Linked DNA regions of Sus scrofa: regions 1 and 2 are each linked to region 3. The links are chromatin contacts, called in public HiChIP or PLAC-seq maps. All regions are on one chromosome and are shown on one strand. Each heading gives the region's core, a stretch centred on a gene start, on an enhancer-like site or on the middle of the called end of the contact. The rest is flanking DNA. Distances are from core to core; before and after follow the strand shown.

Region 1 (3,283 bases), core at 209-2,708, 360 kb before region 3:
TTGCTTAGTGGGTTAAGGATCCTGGCCATGCTGTGAGCTGTGGTATAGGTCGCAGGCGAGGTTCAGATCCTGTGTTGCTGTGGCTGTGGCCTAGGCCGACAGCTGTAGTTCTTATTGGACCCCTAGCCTGGTAACCTCCACATGCTGTGGCTGCAGCCCTAAAAAGCAAAATAAATAATAAATAAATAAATATTTTAAAAAATTAGGCGTTCCCGTCGTGGCTCAGTGGTTAACAAATCCGACTAGGAACCATGTGGTTGCGGGTTTGAACCCTGGCCTTGCTCAGTGGGTTAAGGATCCGGCATTGCCACGAGCTATGTGTAGGTCTCAGACGTGGCTCGGATCCCACATTGCTGTGGCTCTGGCGTAGGCGGGCAGCTACAGCTCTGATTACACCCCTAGCCTGGGAATCTCCATATGCTGCAAGTGCAGCCCTAGAAAAATACAAAAAAAAAAAAAAAAAAAGAAATGAAAAGTGAAAACAACAACAACAAAATGTAGTTTTAAGAGAGTGATGGTGACAAAAGCCAGGGTTTAGAAGATATGGGTGGGGGTACAGTGAGTAGACACTGAGAAAAGAGGTGGCAGCAGTATAGATACATCCTTATGGAAGCTGGGTCATTGTAGAAAACCACTAAGATGTAGAGGCAGTGTGTTATCATAGCATAACCTAGTCTTATTCTTGCTACAGACAGTGAAAGAGAAAAAAGTCAGGAAAAAAAGTGGGAAAAGAGAGGAACTAAGTCGAAGCAAATTTCTCTAATTTTTGTTTTGGTTTTTCATAGTTTTAGATCAAATGAGACCCAAGCATGTTAGTTAGGAAAACAGAAAGAGTCAGTAGAAAGGAAAACCTTGCAAATGAAAAAGCAGTGTCCTAAAAAGAGCAGGAAATACAGCAGTGTTCAAGCCCAGCGGTGGGTCTCTGCCTTTCTTCCAAGACAGGAGTGAAAATCTGGACCCAGAATGAATACCTGCAGTTTGGGTTAGAGAAGGAAATTGAGGGGGCCCACCCTCATTGGCTCATGCACTTGACTTCTGAGAAAGGCAAGGGGAGGCTGGAGTTTGGAATCCTGGGAACAGAGCAATTTCAAGGGATGACGAGTGTCTAGGACTGAAATAACCATGCATGCAACCATCGCCTTTGTGTATCAACCTCCTGGCAGCTGTCCATGTAGAATGACTGGCAAGCACGGCAACTGACTGCATTGCATTCTTTTGGTTTAAATTTGATAGGCATTTCTTGGACAGAATCATCATTATTTTAAAAGGATAGTCATACCCAGGAAGGGTTAAAATTCATTTTTCAAGTTCTAGCCCAGTTCCCAACCCTTACTGTTTCCCCAAGTCCTTTAACAAAATTTGTTATCCCATTGACAGGCCAGTGTTGGTCCCCTCCACAGAACAACACATGCTGTGCTCTCTCTCTGAGTGTACTCATGATGAACTTCAAGCCACACATCTGCTGCAGAGAAGGAACTCTTATTCCCAAATGGCTGACATCAGCTGAAGATTCTGGGTTCATCTCTACTGTAGCGTATTTTTATTAGATAGACTGCTGGAGAATCAGAGGAATAAATTTAGTTACTATGTCTATACCTCATTACAATGCATCCCCAACTATTGTTCTTTTCATCAGCTTAATGTTATTCTGAGACTCTGTTTCTAAAAAGTGAATATCTGGATTAAAACCAACGTCCCATCCTCATTTACTGCCAAGCCATTGCTATATCTGTGCTAAGGATGTATTATTGTGATGTCACCACCCCAAGCCTCTTTCTTTGATTTAAAGCAGTGGTTGGCAAAGATTTTGTGTAAAGGCCCAGAGAGTAAATATTTTAGGCTTTGTGAGACACATGCTCTCTGCTGCAATTAGTCAGTTGTCATTGTAACACGAAAGCAGCCAGAGATGATACCTAAACGAATGAACATGGTCGTGTTCCAATAAAACTTTATTTACAAAAACAGGCAGTAGGTTGGATTTAGCCCATAGGCTATTCTTTGCCAACCTGGGATTGGCAAGAAGACTTCAGGTGAACTGATAGCTAAAAAACAGTATCTTTTCATGTGCTCATCTCCTAGAAGGGAAAAAAAAAAAAAACACCACTAAAACATTTTTCTTGGACATTTTATTTCATTTGTAGCCAACAGTATGGCATTTCCCCCATTCTAATACATGGCATCTTAAGTTTTTAGATTCCTTTCCCACAAAAAGTTGACAACAGCAGTAGAATTTAACTCAGGGAAGAGAGGGTTAAGTGGTTCAAAATTGAAGGGTGAAAGTATCACTTATCTGCAAACACAGCCTCCTCTTTAGAAACTGATTTACCCAGACATTGAGTTGATTATAAGAGATGTAGAGTAAAAACAAATTTGCTGACCTTCATTTCAGAGATCAAAGGTTAAATTCATACCCTGTAGGATGGTTCTGTTAAATCACTCCCAAGCTGCCTGGTGACATATTTTTGAAAAATATTTCTCTCCAACTTTATCAAGTGTTCTTTGTGTTCTGGAAACATGATTTGAAGTCCCAGCTGGAGCTGGGACCTTATGAGTCTTAGATAGCTGAAATTCTTCTTCAACTATATCCAGAGACATGTGGTTAGTTGGGAGAGACATTAATTGCAGGGATATTAATACCTCTGAGTCTAGTTTTATTTATCAAAGATTGATATTCTGTCTTTCTAGTTGTTGAAGACTGAAATTAAAATTTTGCACTGGATAACAAGGGGTTGTATAAACTGTGCACAGATAAAGAGCTGAAATTGTCCACTTTGATGTCCTTGACATTGGGCTGGATAAACATGTCTTAAATTATAATGTCTGTTGATGACTGAGTGTTCCTAACTTCTTTGCCTCTAAGCACTGCTTCGGCACAGAATCCCAACAGTTCCAAAATTAGGAAAACTTTGTGCACAAATTAGTTAAATTCAAAACCTTTATTTTAAAAAAGGCAAAGTTTTTGTCTCTTCAATTATGAATTCATACAAAACCTTTACAGAATTCATTTTATGACAAAGTTTTGTCAGTCATAGTGAGATGAAAAAAGTTAGAACACCAGTGTAAGTATTTTATATAGCTAAATGCATTTAGAGGACCTTTCTTTAGTCTATTTTTATATTAATTAATTGATTTTTAATGATTTTTAATTATATAATTAGTTAATTCATAGAATAATGACAAATTATTAGCAACCTTATATTGGTCCCAAGTTGTTTTCAATTACAATTGCTGTGTTCCGAGTTGTGGTCCTCCAAAATTCATATGTTTAGGCCCTAACCCCCAA
Region 2 (3,298 bases), core at 745-3,244, 370 kb before region 3:
AAGTTTGTGATTGGATTTGGAAAATCAGATAGGTCTCCACGGAAAGGGACCATTTCTGAGCCATCGCACTTAGAATATTTTTGAACTCCAGAGCAGATATTTATGAGAAGGGAGAGTTGTTTTTGTCTCCAATCCAGGTTCTGGCTCTCATGTCCAGCCGGGAAGCTGCTTTGCACCACAGACCTGAAGTTCTGGAATATCCATGATGTCACCTTTTTCTACTGATCGGCTACCGCTGCACAGAGGCATGCTATTAGCTCTGTGATGTTTTAGCTTAATTCTCCCATATGTGGGTTGTACTTCCAGCCAAAACAAAGTCAGCAGGGGATTTTGCAGCCACCGCATTGCTCAAGGTGCTGCCGGCTCAGTGAGATCGGGGAGATCAGATCAGGATTCATGATGAACAAAAAGATGAAAAGAAAGAATAGACACCAGGGGAGTGAGATTTCAGGTTGCCTGGTGTGTGATTTCCAAATCAAACCTTTATTTTTCCAATCAGTGATTTGATGTTCTGGGTTTCACCTTTGAGGTTTTCTGTGATTTTCTGGCAGACATGATGGTTGAAAGCACCCTGTTCTGAGTGGATGGAATCCCTCTCATTAAATTAGAAAGGAGACATTTTAGGATATGAGCTCATGAAAGAGAGATTTTGAAATGGAAAAAAAAAAAAAAAAGTACACACATACACAGTAACACATAACTAGGCCAGCACAGGATGCATTTGTGGTTAAGCCATTTTTCCCATTGCAGATGACACTTTAACGCTTTGAATCCCAGAGTCCTTCTGCACACACCCAGCAGGAAAAGAAGTCTCTGCAGCTGCCTCTCTGAAGCCAGGCTGTACCACAGGTGGAAGGAAGAAGATCTAGCCCACACAGAGTCACCAAACCCTTCAATTTGAAATCACTCTGGGACTCCTTCTCCTCTCCCCGCCAGTGCCAGCCATGTCATGGCGTAAACACATAACCCTTGCTCCCAGAAGATCTTTTGAATAGAACAAAACATGGGACAGAGCAATAAAGACTCCTTGTGGTCCTTAGGGACAAAAAGGGGGTGTGGGGTGGCTAATCAAAAGCAAATAACCGTTGTTTCTTCTCCAGCTTTTTCCACTCAAGTCACAAGGATGATAGTACATTTTCAAGCCTACTCCAACCAGTCTGAAATGTGCAAGTATTTGCTTCGAATGGGCAAAGTTGTTGTTGTTGTTGTTGTTTTTTCTTCTTTTTTCTTTCACTGTGGGAAAATGCACTTATTTTCAGTCACCCCTGACATCTGACCACTCGACTGATCACGAGGACACTGTGGTAAACCACAGCTCAACTTGAAATTATCTCTTTCAGGCATGGTTCCTGTATTTTGGATGGCACCATCCTTGGCTGTCCAGTTTCGGCTCCCCTCCATGGGAGTTCCATTTTCACTTTCCTCTGTCTCCTCAAAGTGAGAGGTCTTGCTCTCAAGTCTGTCCATTGGGCTTGTCCTCAAAATAAGCTGAATACAAAAAAATGACGCCAGTGCTCCCAGCCAAGATCCCCAAAGCAACCCATTTATACATTGTGTTCTTTTTAAAGGGGGAAGGCACACAGAAAACATGAAGACTTTAAACATCCTGGAGAGAAGGAAAAAAAAAAATTCTCCTGATTAATATTAGGATGATCCAGCAGGGTTTATACATATTCCTTCTGTTTGAATCATCTTGGTTTTTGTAGCTGTTTTACACCTCCAGGATCCTGCCATCTGCCCACTCTAAAGAAATGCAGCAAAGCATTCCAAAAACAATGGCTGGAAGGAAATAATTTTGAACAAACTCAAGAGACCGACTTTTTTGCACCCTTCTGGTTCCTGCTACACTCCCTGGAGGAAAGACAGTGGGGGAGAGGGGGTGCCCTGCGGTTCATGTGGTGGGGGTTCACCTCCTAAGAACCCCCGTCTGGAGCCCTGTCCTGCCATCAGGCTGACAAGAGAGAACTTCGTGTACAGATCTGGCTGCCCTCTTGGCTGAGGAAGCAGGAGGAGGAGGGGTGGGCGGCTCCCTGGGCAGTTCTGTCCTACTCAGATCTGGTGTGTGTCACTGGAATATAGGTCAGCCTTTGCTGGACAACTCGAAGCAGGCTGGAAGCATGGGCCCCGCACCGAGCCTGGTCCCCCTCACTCTCTTCCTGCCTGAGACAAGAGTTAACAGGCCCAAGGAACACAAAGAGGCCATCAGGACCGACGAAAGCGGTCTTCCCTTTGGCTCACAAAAGCCTGGGAAATCTAAAGCTTAGCAAAGGCTTTATCAGTCCTGGGGTTGGGCCAAGGAGCAGGCTGAAGTTCAGCTGGCCAGGCCCAGCGCAGCTGCTGGCTGTTCACGCTTCCCACAGGGACTTTTCCTCAGCCCCCGATTTAGACAGTGAAGGGGATGGGTAGTGTGCATGTCGCTGCCGAGGGTGATTGGAAAAACAAAATGACTTTCAATTACCGAGCAGTTCAGGTGGAGGCAGTGAATGTAGAAAAGGTTTTCTTTCCAGCAGCAAAATGAGGTGTCAGTGAAAAAGCTGCTGGCCTTGCGGAGAGGTTATTGCTTGAAAGGAATATTGGCAAATGCTTTCGGCTGAACGTTTAGGCTTGGTTGCTTGCCTTTCCCCCCACAGTTCATAGAGGGATAAAGATATTACATGAATTGGATTTTTCTTGTGAATTAAAACATCGATGTCCTGATTTTGGGTAACAAGCGTTGCAGAGTTAGTGCTGAGCAGGCAGAAAGGAGGGATGGGACTAATGCTCTGCCTTCAGGGCAAGGCAAAAAGAGGTTCACAAAAGAGCGTGATTCCACTGATTGTTCAAGGTCACCAGACTGTGCATGCTCGACGTGGAACTCAAGACTCCCAAATCCCAGTGTCTGATTAATTGTCCCTTGACTAAAACAATGAATATAAAATGGATTAGCAAAAGGTGTTGCTCCAGGCCAAAAAGTTCAGAAAGCAAACAGAACTTCAAGGAAAGTAGGATTTTCTTTAATTAGGCTGACATTGAATGCCTCAGTAGTAATGCCTTGGTAATGTGAAATTGCCTTTTGCGCAGTATGTATATGTGTAATTTTTTTTTTTTTTCAGTCGTGCCAGTTAAAGGGTACTGAGTATCACTGTGCTGTGTTCCTGTTTTCCCCACATCATGTGATTTACCCCTCACAGGAACCTGGCGGGTCATGTATCGTCACCACTATGTTACTGATGGGGCTGAAACTGATTCAAGTTTTGCTTGATGTGTAAGTGGTAGAACTTGGATGCAAATCTAGGTTTCTAACTTCCATTTTCAGAAC
Region 3 (3,434 bases), core at 645-3,144:
CTCAGTGATGTGAGTCCAGTGACATAGTCATAGAGCTTGAGAGACTCCAACAGTAGTAATTCTACTTCTATTCCTCAGAGCAGTGGTCTTCCAACTAGAGAACTGAGACACTCAGATAGTTTTAAGGGGATCAACTCCAGATCTTTAACTTTTATCTATACTCCCTCCTAAATCTGATCTACCTGAGAACCAGTGGTTCCTAGTCCCAACCTTCCCTTTCACACTGGCCCTTTCTCCCACTTTAAAAGACAAAGGCACACCTCTATCTGAATGCTAAAATGGGGTACTGCTCTAAAGTGTATAAAGCTGCAAGGATCTAGAGAGACAGCCTGAAATAATGATATTGGTGTTAAGAAGCTAAATGATGCTATGGACTGAGTAACAAACCCTTTTGTAAGTTAGATTGTTTAACAGTACTTGTTTTCTTATTTTCTTATTTTTTGTCTTTTGTCTTTTTAGGGCTGCACCCATGCATATGGAGATTCACAGGCTAGGGGTTTAATCAGAGCTACAGCTGCTGGCCTGCACCACAGCCTCTCCAATGCCAGATCCGAGCCGCGTCTGAGATCTACACCACCACAGCAACGCTGGATCCTTAACCCACTGAGAGGGGCCAGGGATCAAACCCGAAACCACATGGTTCCTAGCCAGATTCGTTTCTGCTGCCCCATGACAGGAACTCCAACAGTACTTGTTTTCTAGTAAACTGAAGGAAGACTTATTCAAATTGTCCACTGATAAATTATTAAAAATAAGATCACTAAGTGATGTATGGCATATAAATTGGCAAGCTTTCCAATAAAAATGTGACATCACTGAAACAATTCCTTTCAGTTACATATTTATGTGAACAGTGTTCCTCAGTGTTCATAATATAAAAGCAAACACTTTGAATTAAACTGAATATGTGAACCTGACTCCTTCTGGAAACAAGTAAAATTCATTTGATATAAAAACTAATTTTTTAAGCTGCACTGATTTCTTTTCTGTGTTTAATAATTATAACACTTTAAAGTATTTAATTGATCAATTATGAATTAAAAACAATGATAAATGAGAACAATTTTAACAATTAGGAGTATTATGGTCAAAGGAATTTAATTTAAATTTATAATTTTAATTTAAATTTATGTATAAAAGTTGTTACAGAGAAATACGATAGAGTGATCATTAAAGATATTCACACTTAATGGATATTATATTCAGATAAAAATATGTGGCAAAAATGGAAAGAAAACTCAAGGGCAAAGAGACGAAAAAGTGATGTAAAATTTCTCACTGTAACAGAAGAGCTTGTTCATGTTGTTAATGTTTTGATGGATAATGGTGGATATATCAAATCACTATGGCATTTATATTCCATTGGCTACACTTAAGAATTCTATTTTTAAATGTTAATTTTTACATTACAGGAAATTGCTTCCTTTGTAGCTACTTAAACTCATGATGGAAAGTTTAATTCTAATTCTAAAATGTGTAAGGAAGAAAAGTTTTTCCAAATTGTCTGTGGGATAAGCCAACCAAAAAATTTAAAAACCCTGTATACTAGAAAAACTTTCATATATGTGCATAAGAAAACATGTAGGGATTTTCATGGCAATATTATTTGAAATAACAAAAAGTTAGGAAGAACCTAAATATCCATCAATATGTATAAATGAAATGTGACTTTTTGGATGATAGACTATTATACACCAGGTCAAAAGGTATAAATTAGATACATTTATCCATATGGAGCTATCTCAAGATTTATCAGACTCTAATTAAAAATGATCCTCAGAATTACAATGAGCTCGTCTTTCTCTCATTTCCTACGCTCACAACAGAGAAACCAAACCAGTCCAGGAAGCAGGAAGTCCATAGGCTATGTGACATCACCCAAACCTTGGCCCTGAAGCAGAGAACTTTGAATGGGTGTGTAACGTGATCATATCATAGTTATGATCATGACGACTCCACAGTTGTCTGAGGCATTTTAATGACTACCCCTTGCTGGGAGTGGAGGAGAAATTAAAAGGGCCAAAGAATCAATTAGAAGGAAAAGAATTTCTTCATTATCTTTTTGAAGTTTCTACTTGCCTGGAAAGAGGAAGTAAGGTATTTTTGTACTTACATAGGAAGTATGGATAGAGGAAATACTAGTGGTCTAACAAATATTCAAAGATGAGGTAAGCAAAAATGACTCTTGACAAGAAACTCATTCTACGATAATAAAATCAAAGGAGTTCATTTCTGCGGGAAAGCAAAATCCGTAAGACTTAGAAATGACGATTAAATTCCTTGTCTATATGTATGAATTTCATTCCTCTCAGTTTAGAGAAATCTACTTAAATATTTGAATATTTTGAAAATTACATCTTATTTTCTCACTAATCCAATATAAAATTAGTGATAACATAAAATGGGGACATAATAAGAGTAATAATGATGATAACCAGTACTTTATTATTACTAAACTTTGTTGATAACACTTAGAAATGTACAGGGTCATTAAAGGGTATATGTAAGGTCTTAAGAAGACCACTGGGACTGGGGGTTTGGGATGAAAATGTTCTAAAATTAGGTTGTGATGATGGCTGTAAAACAATAAATACAGTAAAATTCATTGAATTATTTTTAAAAAATCACTGGCTTGTTTATACTTTCTCTCCTAGGTCTCCACAAATATGTTTCTATGGACAGCCTGGCATAAGCACTGTGATACAAATAATAATGAATATTTATAGATTACATATTACCACTAATGGTCTACCAGCCTGATTTACGTAAATATATCTCATGTTTTTCCTACAATTTGACCCTATACGGCTTCCGTATCACAGGTACTGAAATTATTCCTCTCCTGAAATATCTGAGGCTTTATTATCATTTCTGCAATTTTCAACCCCCAGGAATTTTCCCCCTAAGTTTCCAGTACTCTGTAAGTACTCTCCTAGCAGACCCATCCCCATTAGTTCACCAGTCGTGACCACAGAGGACCAAACCTCCATAGCGAAGCAGCCTTTTCTTTTTTTTCTTTTTAGGGCCACACCCATGGCATATGGAGGTTTCCAGGCTAAAGGTCTAATTGGAGCTACAGCTGCCGGCCTGTGCCACAGCAACGTGGGATCTGAGCCACATCTGCAACCTATACCACAGCTCACTGCAACACCGGATCCTTAACCCTCTGAGCGAGGCCAGGGATCAATCCCGAAATCTCATGGTTCTTGGTTGGATTATTTCCACCGTGCCATGACGGGAACTCCATAGTGAAGCAGTCTTCATACAAGTACCTCTACCAAAGGAGAGAGAAAGAGGGAAAAGAAATGTTATCATTGATTCTAATCCTTAATCCTCATGATGTACATGTGAGAGGAAAATGCAGGGTTGTAGTTCTGGATATAAAATTAAATGGGTTAACTTTTAAATAACCATTGGTTAATATATCCAACACT

Evidence for each region. HiChIP or PLAC-seq counts read pairs in DNA pulled down with a chosen protein or histone mark.
Region 1: an H3K27ac HiChIP or PLAC-seq map of alveolar macrophages shows a contact between it and region 3. The contact joins two enhancer-like sites. A contact is called at or near these places in 1 of 47 Hi-C or Micro-C datasets (alveolar macrophages) and 1 of 2 datasets of contacts at active chromatin or transcription factors (alveolar macrophages).
Region 2: an H3K27ac HiChIP or PLAC-seq map of alveolar macrophages shows a contact between it and region 3. The contact joins two enhancer-like sites. A contact is called at or near these places in 1 of 47 Hi-C or Micro-C datasets (alveolar macrophages) and 1 of 2 datasets of contacts at active chromatin or transcription factors (alveolar macrophages).

Annotation. Positions count from the first base shown.
Region 1 is chr14:100,263,201-100,266,483 of Sscrofa11.1, reverse strand. No RefSeq gene overlaps it. Among named protein-coding and RNA genes, the nearest start is that of PTEN, 330 kb to the right of the region's middle. Within about 2 kb of position 1,458, at least 10 of the 83 cell types and tissues checked have an H3K27ac peak or open chromatin away from gene starts, as enhancers often do. A contact at or near this core is called in alveolar macrophages, where this site is marked.
Region 2 is chr14:100,280,402-100,283,699 of Sscrofa11.1, reverse strand. No RefSeq gene overlaps it. Among named protein-coding and RNA genes, the nearest start is that of RNLS, 320 kb to the left of the region's middle. Within about 2 kb of position 1,994, at least 48 of the 83 cell types and tissues checked have an H3K27ac peak or open chromatin away from gene starts, as enhancers often do. A contact at or near this core is called in alveolar macrophages, where this site is marked.
Region 3 is chr14:99,907,376-99,910,809 of Sscrofa11.1, reverse strand. LOC102162281 (a long non-coding RNA gene) reads right to left here. Exons shown (of 4, transcript XR_002338607.1): 4 at 3,151-3,274. Among named protein-coding and RNA genes, the nearest start is that of KLLN, 20 kb to the left of the region's middle. Within about 2 kb of position 1,894, at least 4 of the 83 cell types and tissues checked have an H3K27ac peak or open chromatin away from gene starts, as enhancers often do. A contact at or near this core is called in alveolar macrophages, where this site is marked.